Regions from separate parts of the Xenopus tropicalis genome. Here region 2 is linked to region 1. A link is a contact called in public Hi-C data. All regions are on one chromosome and are shown on one strand. Each heading gives the region's core, a stretch centred on a gene start, on an enhancer-like site or on the middle of the called end of the contact. The rest is flanking DNA. Distances are from core to core; before and after follow the strand shown. Region 1 holds the start of gad1.1 (glutamate decarboxylase 1). Region 2 holds the start of myo3b (myosin-IIIb).

Region 1 (4,442 bases), core at 152-2,651:
TACGATCTCCAGTAATCATATTATGGGCACTGACTTGTGTCGGGGGGAATCGCACAGGGACTGGGGGATTGGTACAATAAATTATTTCAGCACAAAGGACACAGCGGGGTCTGTTAATACTGGCTTTATAGATATACCCTTTGTGTCCATTATGCCTTAACATTATTTGTGTGTGTTGGGCAGCACTGAAGGTAAGTAAGGGGTAAATACAGATATAAAAGGCTATTAGTGTCATAAAGCAGAAACATGTTAAACGTTTTTAAATGTGCATTTAAAAACACTAATGCAACAAAATTCTATCTATCATCTATCTATCTATCTATCATCTATCTATCTATCTATCTATCTATCTATCTATCAACTATCTAACTATCTATCTATCTATCTATCTATCTATCTATCATCTATCTATCTATCTATCTATCTATCATCTATCTATCTATCTATCTATCTATCATCTATCTATCTATCTATCTATCTATCTAATCTATGTATCTATCAATTTATAGACTCCGTCTCTATGTAATAATACAAAGACTTTGCTATATTGAATTTGTACGAACACGTCTCTAAAATAAACCTTCACTGATAAATTAGCCTTGTGCGTTTGTGTGCCTGATTGATAACTAAACAAACCTACAGAATGTGGTACATGGATCGAGTTAGTGGTGTCACCCTTCACAAGTTTTATGTTTCTTCCAATGAAATCAAATATTCATTAGAAATAAATTGATCGAGGAAGGGATAAGTGTGGTTTATGGGCACCGCTGGGAGCAAGGTGAGCTTTATATCTCCTTGAACTAGATGCCAGCGCTGTGAGCAAGGGATGGTGTAACAGGTTATGTGCTTACTTCTGCAAGAATTCCTACCCTCTGTATATCTGTATGTATGTATCTCTCTATCATCTATCTATCTATCATCTATCTATCTATCTATCTATCTATCTATCTATCATCAATATATCCTATTATCTATCTATTATCTATCTATCTATCATCATCTATTATCTAATCTGTCATATTTATATCTATATTTATTTCTGATATATATTTAAACTACCTATCTCTATCTATATGAGCAAATAATTAAATGAGCAGCTTACCTACTGCTGTACCTGGAGGTTCCCAAATCCAGAGCACTTAAGTCCAACTGGCTGGAGTCTGGACCTAGCAGCTTTGCTAGATAAACTCCTCTTTATAGAAATTCCAGAAAGGAAAGACGTTTGAATGTCAGTGGGGGCGCAGGAAGGAATTAGGGATGCCCCCGTCTCCTCCACAAGTGCTTGGATGTGCGATTTTGAAGGCAGGCAGGGAGGCAGTTGCTGTGTGTGCGCAGGCATGAGTCACTGACGCCTCCTCTAGTCCGCACCGTGTGTAGGGGGCACATCCCTTGCTGAGCTGCTCCCATGTCCAGCCACAGGCTAACGTGATTGCTCTGCACCCATTTGGAGGCAACACTGGGGCTATGCATTATACACCCAGCACCCACTTTTCCCATGGAAAAACACTCACCTATTATTCCCCCACTCATCAGCCCCCAGATTCCAATAGACAGACCCAGACGTGTGTGAGAGGTACAATTGTTATTCCCCTGGGTCCTGCTAAAGAGGTTCATAATCAGCATTTATTGTTATAAGACTACATGAAACAATATCGTCGTGATCGCCTAGAATGAATTAATTATCCTTGGCTGCCTTAAATCCCCCCTGACCTGCCCCCTTTATATTTACTTTTATTTTGCAATTTCATTACATTTTCTTCATGAATTTCTCAAAGTTTGTCTGCCTAAAGTGTAACCCATTTTTTTCCCTTTATTTAATCCGATTTACTGTTTCAGCACCTGCTAAAGGCATGCCCAGCATATACCGTCTCTTCAGGTTGTCCTTTTAATGTCATTAATTCCCACATATATTTTCATCTGGGTGATGGATGTTGTTTGTTTTGTCACCCAGTGGACACTAGAGGGCGTCGCAGTTCTAGCAAATAAATCTATTTCGCGAACAATGAGGCTTTTGCAATAAATCGTGCTTAACAATGTTTAGGCTCTGCACAGAGAACACCTATATTTCCATTTTCCCAGTGAAAGTGCAAAACAGGAAAATCTTATGATTTTATTTAAATCTTCATAGACTTATAGCTTGAAAATTATTTGCTAAAATAAAGCCATGTGTGCCTTAAAAGAAAAACACACACCGTTTATCTGAAATCGCAGGATTTTATTGACGTAATTGCCGGTAAAAGAGAAAGCGCCCGAACGCAGAGCGATTTCCAGGTTTCAGCACCATGGAGAGCGACGGACGCAGCCTGAAAAACACATTGGCAACTATGAGACTGGGCCTCCCTGTGTTGTTACACCTGATAATGCAGCACAGACATGTTTGTACTCAGTTCCCTGCTATTCTGTCTGTCCTGTCATCAACCAACCACCCAACCATCTCCTCTTCCCCCCTTCCCTCCCAATCTGTTTCCTATTCTCCCACTGCTTCCTACTCTTTCCCTCTTTCCACCTCTTCTGCCCCAACTCAGCCACTTTCTCCTGTTCAGCCTTTCCCTCCTATTACTTTATATAATTCCCTATTCATTATAACTTCTCTGTTCCTCTTAGCATTCCCTTTCCTGTTCCTTGGAATCCCTCTCTCATACTCTTCTCCCCTCCCAGCTCGGTACTTCTCCATACTATATTATTTTATTGATCTTTGTCCCTTCACGCCTGCTTCTCTTCCCCACACGTCTCTCCCTTGCATTCTCTAATCCTTCTCTTTCTCTCCCATTCACTCTTTCTTTTAATCACTCACCTATCTCTCTTTCCTGCCTCTCCCCTGCCCCATTATCCTGTGATATCTCTTTTTTTACTTTCCGCTTGATGTGAGGACCCCTGTCACTCTCTGCCCCCATCGTAACTCTTGCCACCCCAGCCCTGGCGGTTAGCCTTGCTCATTTGGTGCTTAGGATTTTGCCGCTTGGGTGGTTTCACAACGCGCTTTGTGTTACACAGCTCTGCCCATGTAGTGGAGTGGTGTACACATTCTCACTCAGCTTGTCTGTGGGTGTTTAATGGCAAGAGGTCTATTTATCACTTCCTCTCTTCTTTGTTCCTGAACCTTCAAAAGTCCTGGCCATTTCCACCCAAATTCACACTCATAGAGTCATAGTATGTACCTGTGTGACCCAATAATATCAGGCAATGACCATGTGATAACATCATATTAGTATGAGGGTTTATCTTCCAGGGTCTCAACAAATAGCTCAAGTGGGTCTGGGGAGGGTGTTTGCCGTGGCACCCCTGGGGAGATGCTGCTTTTCTATTTGTTACCCCAAACACATACTGTACCCATCTCTTTTTGTCTTTCTTTTCAACTAGTTTTAATTTATTTAAAAAAAAAAAATCTTCTGCCAGTTATCTCCTTGATATCTTACCACACATTGTAAGCTTTAATAAACAAATCTATTGAGAAAGGGGGCTGTGTGAGAAATAATAAGCATGGGGAGCCAATTGCAATCACACAGGTCACTGACGTAGCTTCCAATGAGAAGGCTGCATCGATCAAACGGGGGATATGATCTCTCAGCCGATGGTATCAATGCATGTATAGTCCCGCTGATTTATTCTTCATGTGGCTCTTTTAGACATTTTGATGAATCAGTCTCATAATAACACAACATTTAGTGATACTATCACATATATATATTACAATAACATGTTTTATAAATACTGCTTTGCCAAATGACGCCAAACCTAGAAATAAACCCAGAAACCTAGAAATAAACCCATGTAGGCTGGGAGGGGGAGGGTTAAAAACACAATGCAGCAAGGGATGTCTAATCAAAATATATAGAAGGGGCATTTGGCCTTGGTAGGTAATGGTATGGCCTGCTGGTTACTTTCTAACCTGAAATACCTTGTTATAGAGGAGGACACCAAGGTTCTTCAGAATAACTGAGTATTTATTAGGCAGACAAAGATAGGGAGTCTTGGGAAGCTGTCTCAGTATCACACACAAATGAGAAGGCTGCAATATGTGACATGAGAGGGCTTCAGGTAACACAAGGGTGGTCTGTGCTTTTTTATAGCTGACATATGTGTGATGTTTACACCTATGAGATATTACAACTTTGCAGATATTTCCATTTCCATTTTCTTGTACAAACATTTGTGACCATTATTCATGTTATTGCCTAAGTTTGACAGTTAAAACTGCTAAAGCTCTCCTAAGTAGGTGTCCCAAACAGGGCCGGAACTAGGGGTAGGTAGAAGAGGCACCTGCCTTACGGCACAACAGGAAGGGGGGGCTAGGCTGGTACTTATACTGTCTACCCCTAGTCCGGGATCTCTTACCCCAGACGCTGTTTATAGCTGCACGTTCTGAGGTGGCCGACTAGGTTGCTAAGGGTGCCTGGCCATCTTAGCCCATCTCTGATCCCAAGCTTTCCTACAGATATAAG
Region 2 (4,301 bases), core at 1,065-3,564, 130 kb after region 1:
AGAATGTTGCGCACCCCTTACACACTATGTGCCGCAATGATTCTGGATTATAAATGGAAACATTTCCCAATCTCCAAATCACGACCACCAGGGGCTGGTGGGGTTTAGTGGCCAGGAGGCAGGGGCCTCCAAGGGGGTGTGGAGACCCCTGGGGTAGTAGCCCCAGTGGGCCTTGCACACCCCAGTCTGACCCTGGAAATGGGAAAAGGGGTGTGGCTGCGCCTGTGCTCCATTTTTTCTTCATTTGGAAATAATTTTCAATATCAATTAACAAAGAATAAAGTAAATAAGATAAATATATATAAATAAGATAAATATACATAAGATAAAGATATGCAGCGGTTGCATACTTGCGCAGTAACCCAAGTACAGGGCAAGGCAAAAGGGGTGTTTGACCCGTGGGCAGCAGTGGAGGTATAAAAGGGATATATGATATTGTTACCAGTTGTTAGCAGATACATACATTTGGGATATGGATTGCAGACCTACAAACAGCAGGAGCACAGCACTAATTTCAGCTTTTGCTTTACTGCACCTCCTAGCATCCCACCAACAAGAGTAGGGAGTTAGCTGGCTTATTTAGCTAAATAATGGTTGAAGTTTAGAATGCAACAAACATGAAAATCTGTGTAATCTGGCAAATGCCAAAGGGGCTGCTGTAAGATGCCATAGACAGTATTTATTGGGCTGGTGGGGGCTGTTTGGGCCTCTGTGTACTTGAAATGCCAGGGACTATTTTGTATCCCAGTCAGGGCCTGACTGGATCTTCAAACCCAGAGAGATTCAAAGAAAGACTGCAGAATGCAGTGCTGTAAAGGCACAATGGAACCTTTTTCCATCATTGATATGGTATATATCATAACTATCTTCCTCCTGGGCTTGCTCTTAAGGATGTAGGTACATGGGAGCGATTAATAAAGTAGGTTGCAACTTTCCCGCCATAGACTACTGTCAGTCTCTGTGACTAATAGCTTGTGGGTTTCCACTGCACAGAAAGTGCTAGCACAAAGACAATTGATCGAGTTCTGTAACAAAAAAACCTGCATTGTGGGGAAAAGAAACTTTTCATTATCACACTTTGCACTTCGGCCCCATTCATAAATAGGGCCCATTTAAGGTTTACACTTTTTCTGGAAAAAAAATACTGGTCTTCTATATTTTTATCCTTCTTCCCTAAGAAAAAATGCATAAGCACAAGTAAAATCTTTTATTGCTGGGCAGAACTGAAGGTATTCTGTATTAATGATAGGAAACCACTCGCTTCCTACACACCAGACTTACTGCTCACAAAGAGATTTTACTAGAACAGGAGCACTAAGGAGTGCATACACTTGCTGAGGTGCAGAGCGCAGCGCCAGTTAACCCTGTCATTACCAGCTGTGCCCGCTGGCGCTCACTAACTTGTGCATCTGAATGACATGCAAGTAAAGGGGAGTGCAGGGAATGCCTACATGCCACCTCCCACCCCTCAAGAATAAAATTCCATAAGTTATAAGCAATTTCCTGAGTGTTTCTGCAATTTAAAGCATTTTGTCTACAGCTAACAGCTTTGGGATTAAAATCCTTTATATTCACCATGTGTTCCATAATCTTAAAAGCCACTTGTTACCCAGCCCTGATAAAGATAATTTAGTTCCCTAGGTAGAGAGATCTCTTATTAAAAGTCTCCCGCTTTCATTTCTCCACCCCCAATAGAGAGACTTAAGCTATAAGGTGAGTGAGTTGATAGAATTTGATGGGCTTGCTGTTTCCATATCAGAATGTTCTGGTCCTGATCTGAACCTAGAAGCCTTTTTAAAGGTGATTTGCAACTGCATCCCTAGCTCTCTATAAAAGTGGCCAACTAATATAATTACACATGCAATAACATTCACCTGTAAGAATTCTACTGACCAAAAACTTGATTTCAAATGCCATAGTGATTTCCAGCTCTATGTCAGTGATCTTGCTGTTAGAACGCAATGATTGTGTCATTTAAGCATAATTATATTTGAATGGAGCTGGTGAAAAGTTTTATGGAGCAATATTGCTTTAAGAATACAACCCTGGTCTTGCTGGACTACAGCTCCCAGAATGCCTTAGCCTTGTTACATTATGCTTACATTATGCAACAACTGACTAAAGTGTGGTTGACCAGTGCAGTACAGTAGTGTTAAGATCCCATTAAAATCTACATTTATAAAAATCCAGTGCATGAATACAATATATAAGGATAAAAGAGCTCACCTTGATGTATGTATGTGCACTTAAGGTAGATCCCGGTAATCATGTATTGCTGCTGTGCAGAGAGCAAGGCTGGCTAGAGCCTGTCAGGCAGCAGGATCCATAAAAAGCTGCCCCACAACCTGCTTATCTCTGTGGTTGGAGTCTCTGTATGGGACCTCTGGTTCCCTCTCACTATGTGTAACACAAAGGGAGCCTCAATCACCTCACTGCTCTGCCTGCCGCCTGGCTGTCCTCCCTTTCAGAGACGTTTGTCACTGTACATTTTTTGTATTGCTATGTATTGTTCTGCCTTATGGGCTATTACAGCCAAAATGTATTTGTCCCCTTGTTTTCTTTCATTTCTCAAAGGAAAAACATAGATATTATTTTCTGAGTTACTTTCAGTTTAAAAGGGGGCTAGCTGGGGTCTGAGACCATCATATGGACCACTGTGCTTCCATGGCAGCCAAGGGCAACACAAACTTGGGTTACATTTAGAAGCCTTTTTTATTTTGAGGTAACAAAATGTAAACTACTGTATGTGTTGCAGAATCAGACATAGTTCCCAGCATTACTCTATTAAAACCATACATTTTCTGTTTTAGAGTGGAATTTCCCAAGATTTGACCTTCATTTTGTGGACACATCCCACTGTTTTTGGATACTGTATTTTCAGCCAATATTTACAGCATAGTCCTGCTGGTTAGTCTGCATACAGCTGAAGGTATTACTCTTTACCATAGGTCCTATTGTGTTGATATGTAGAGTTCTACCTAAATCCTCCTAATAGATTCCCTATCTAGACATGCAAATACTACTGGGATCTACACACCAGAACAAAGCTCCCAGTAGGGCCTCACTTCCAAGATATCCTGACTGACAACAGACCCTGTGGTCCTAAACAGAGTCCTGAGAATATAAAATTGAACAAAATTACTCGGAAGACTTGTCTTTAACAACAATCGATGATTAATACCACAAGGCTTCCACTCCTAATTACCAGCATACCACTGCTATCCTTTGAGACCTGACCCTCTCCATAACAAGAAGCTTCTTTCCCTGTCTCTGACACTGGCACCCCTCACTACTTCCTGCTGAAGTTATTCCCTTCCTTAACCAACTTTATTACTAACTTGACCATTTTGAGCAAATCCTGTTTCGCCTCCTTCCAAGCAGTCTTGCTATCAGGAGATATATATAGCAGAATATATAGTAGCCTATATAGATGTTTATATACTATATACTTGAAGCAAGAGGGTTTATACTCTGGACATCTAACCTATATGTCATTGCTAAGCAACTTTCAAAGGTACTTTTGCTATTTAAAGTTCCCATGATAGTGAAGATTAATAATGCAAGAGTAGAAGGCAAAAAAAGGGATCAACAGGTCCCTCAATACTCATTTACTAGATACCTTAATACAGACTTTTCCCAGCTTCCTGTTCTCATGCTTCATTTCATTTCATGATTTGGACATGATGAGTCCACCTAGCACATATGAGGGTTATAGCTATACAATATGTCTTAAAAGCAATAAATAAGCACTTATCCCAATTATCAGTTTCAATGGTCTTCAGAATAGGATATATATTCCTATTAGCTACCTTCCTTGTCCATTATCTCTCCATTTAGAACTGTGGGATTTGCTGCATGCAGGTTTCCTAAAGGTGGCAGTACATGGGCCGATAAAAGCTGTAGATGGTCCGAGTCGGTTAATCGTGTTTGGGGCCCTCAGATGTTGATTGGGCAGGATTAAAAATCCCATCAGTATCCCATCATTGTGATCCGATATTGCCCATCTTAAGGCGTACTATCTTTCAGTGTATGAACACCTTTACTCTCACACCTAAGCCTTGTGCTGCTGTTGGAACAATGGGGACACCAACCTGTTGAACTGACATACCAGGTATTTAGTATGAAACACCCAAAATATCATGACATTGGCAAACACAAGGAGGAAAATGGTGGCTACGTTTTCTGTGGATTAGTAAATGTGCTTTCGAGTCAGCAGTACCTTACAGAGGTTGGGTGAGGGAGTCTTTATCTGTTCATGATTACAAGAATGGAAAGATAACTTCTATTCAATATAGCGAGTG

Evidence for each region. A called contact is a pair of places that touch in the nucleus more often than the background predicts.
Region 2: a Hi-C map of neurula embryo shows a contact between it and region 1, with 4 times the contacts expected there. The contact joins the promoter of myo3b here to the promoter of gad1.1 in region 1. A contact is called at or near these places in 4 of 5 Hi-C or Micro-C datasets (brain, gastrula embryo, neurula embryo and 1 more).

What each region holds. Positions count from the first base shown.
Region 1 is chr9:68,067,303-68,071,744 of UCB_Xtro_10.0, forward strand. It overlaps gad1.1 (glutamate decarboxylase 1), which reads right to left and starts at 1,402. Exons shown (of 16, transcript XM_002934611.5): 1 at 1,103-1,402.
Region 2 is chr9:68,195,524-68,199,824 of UCB_Xtro_10.0, forward strand. It overlaps myo3b (myosin-IIIb), which reads right to left and starts at 2,315. Exons shown (of 27, transcript XM_031893354.1): 1 at 2,227-2,315.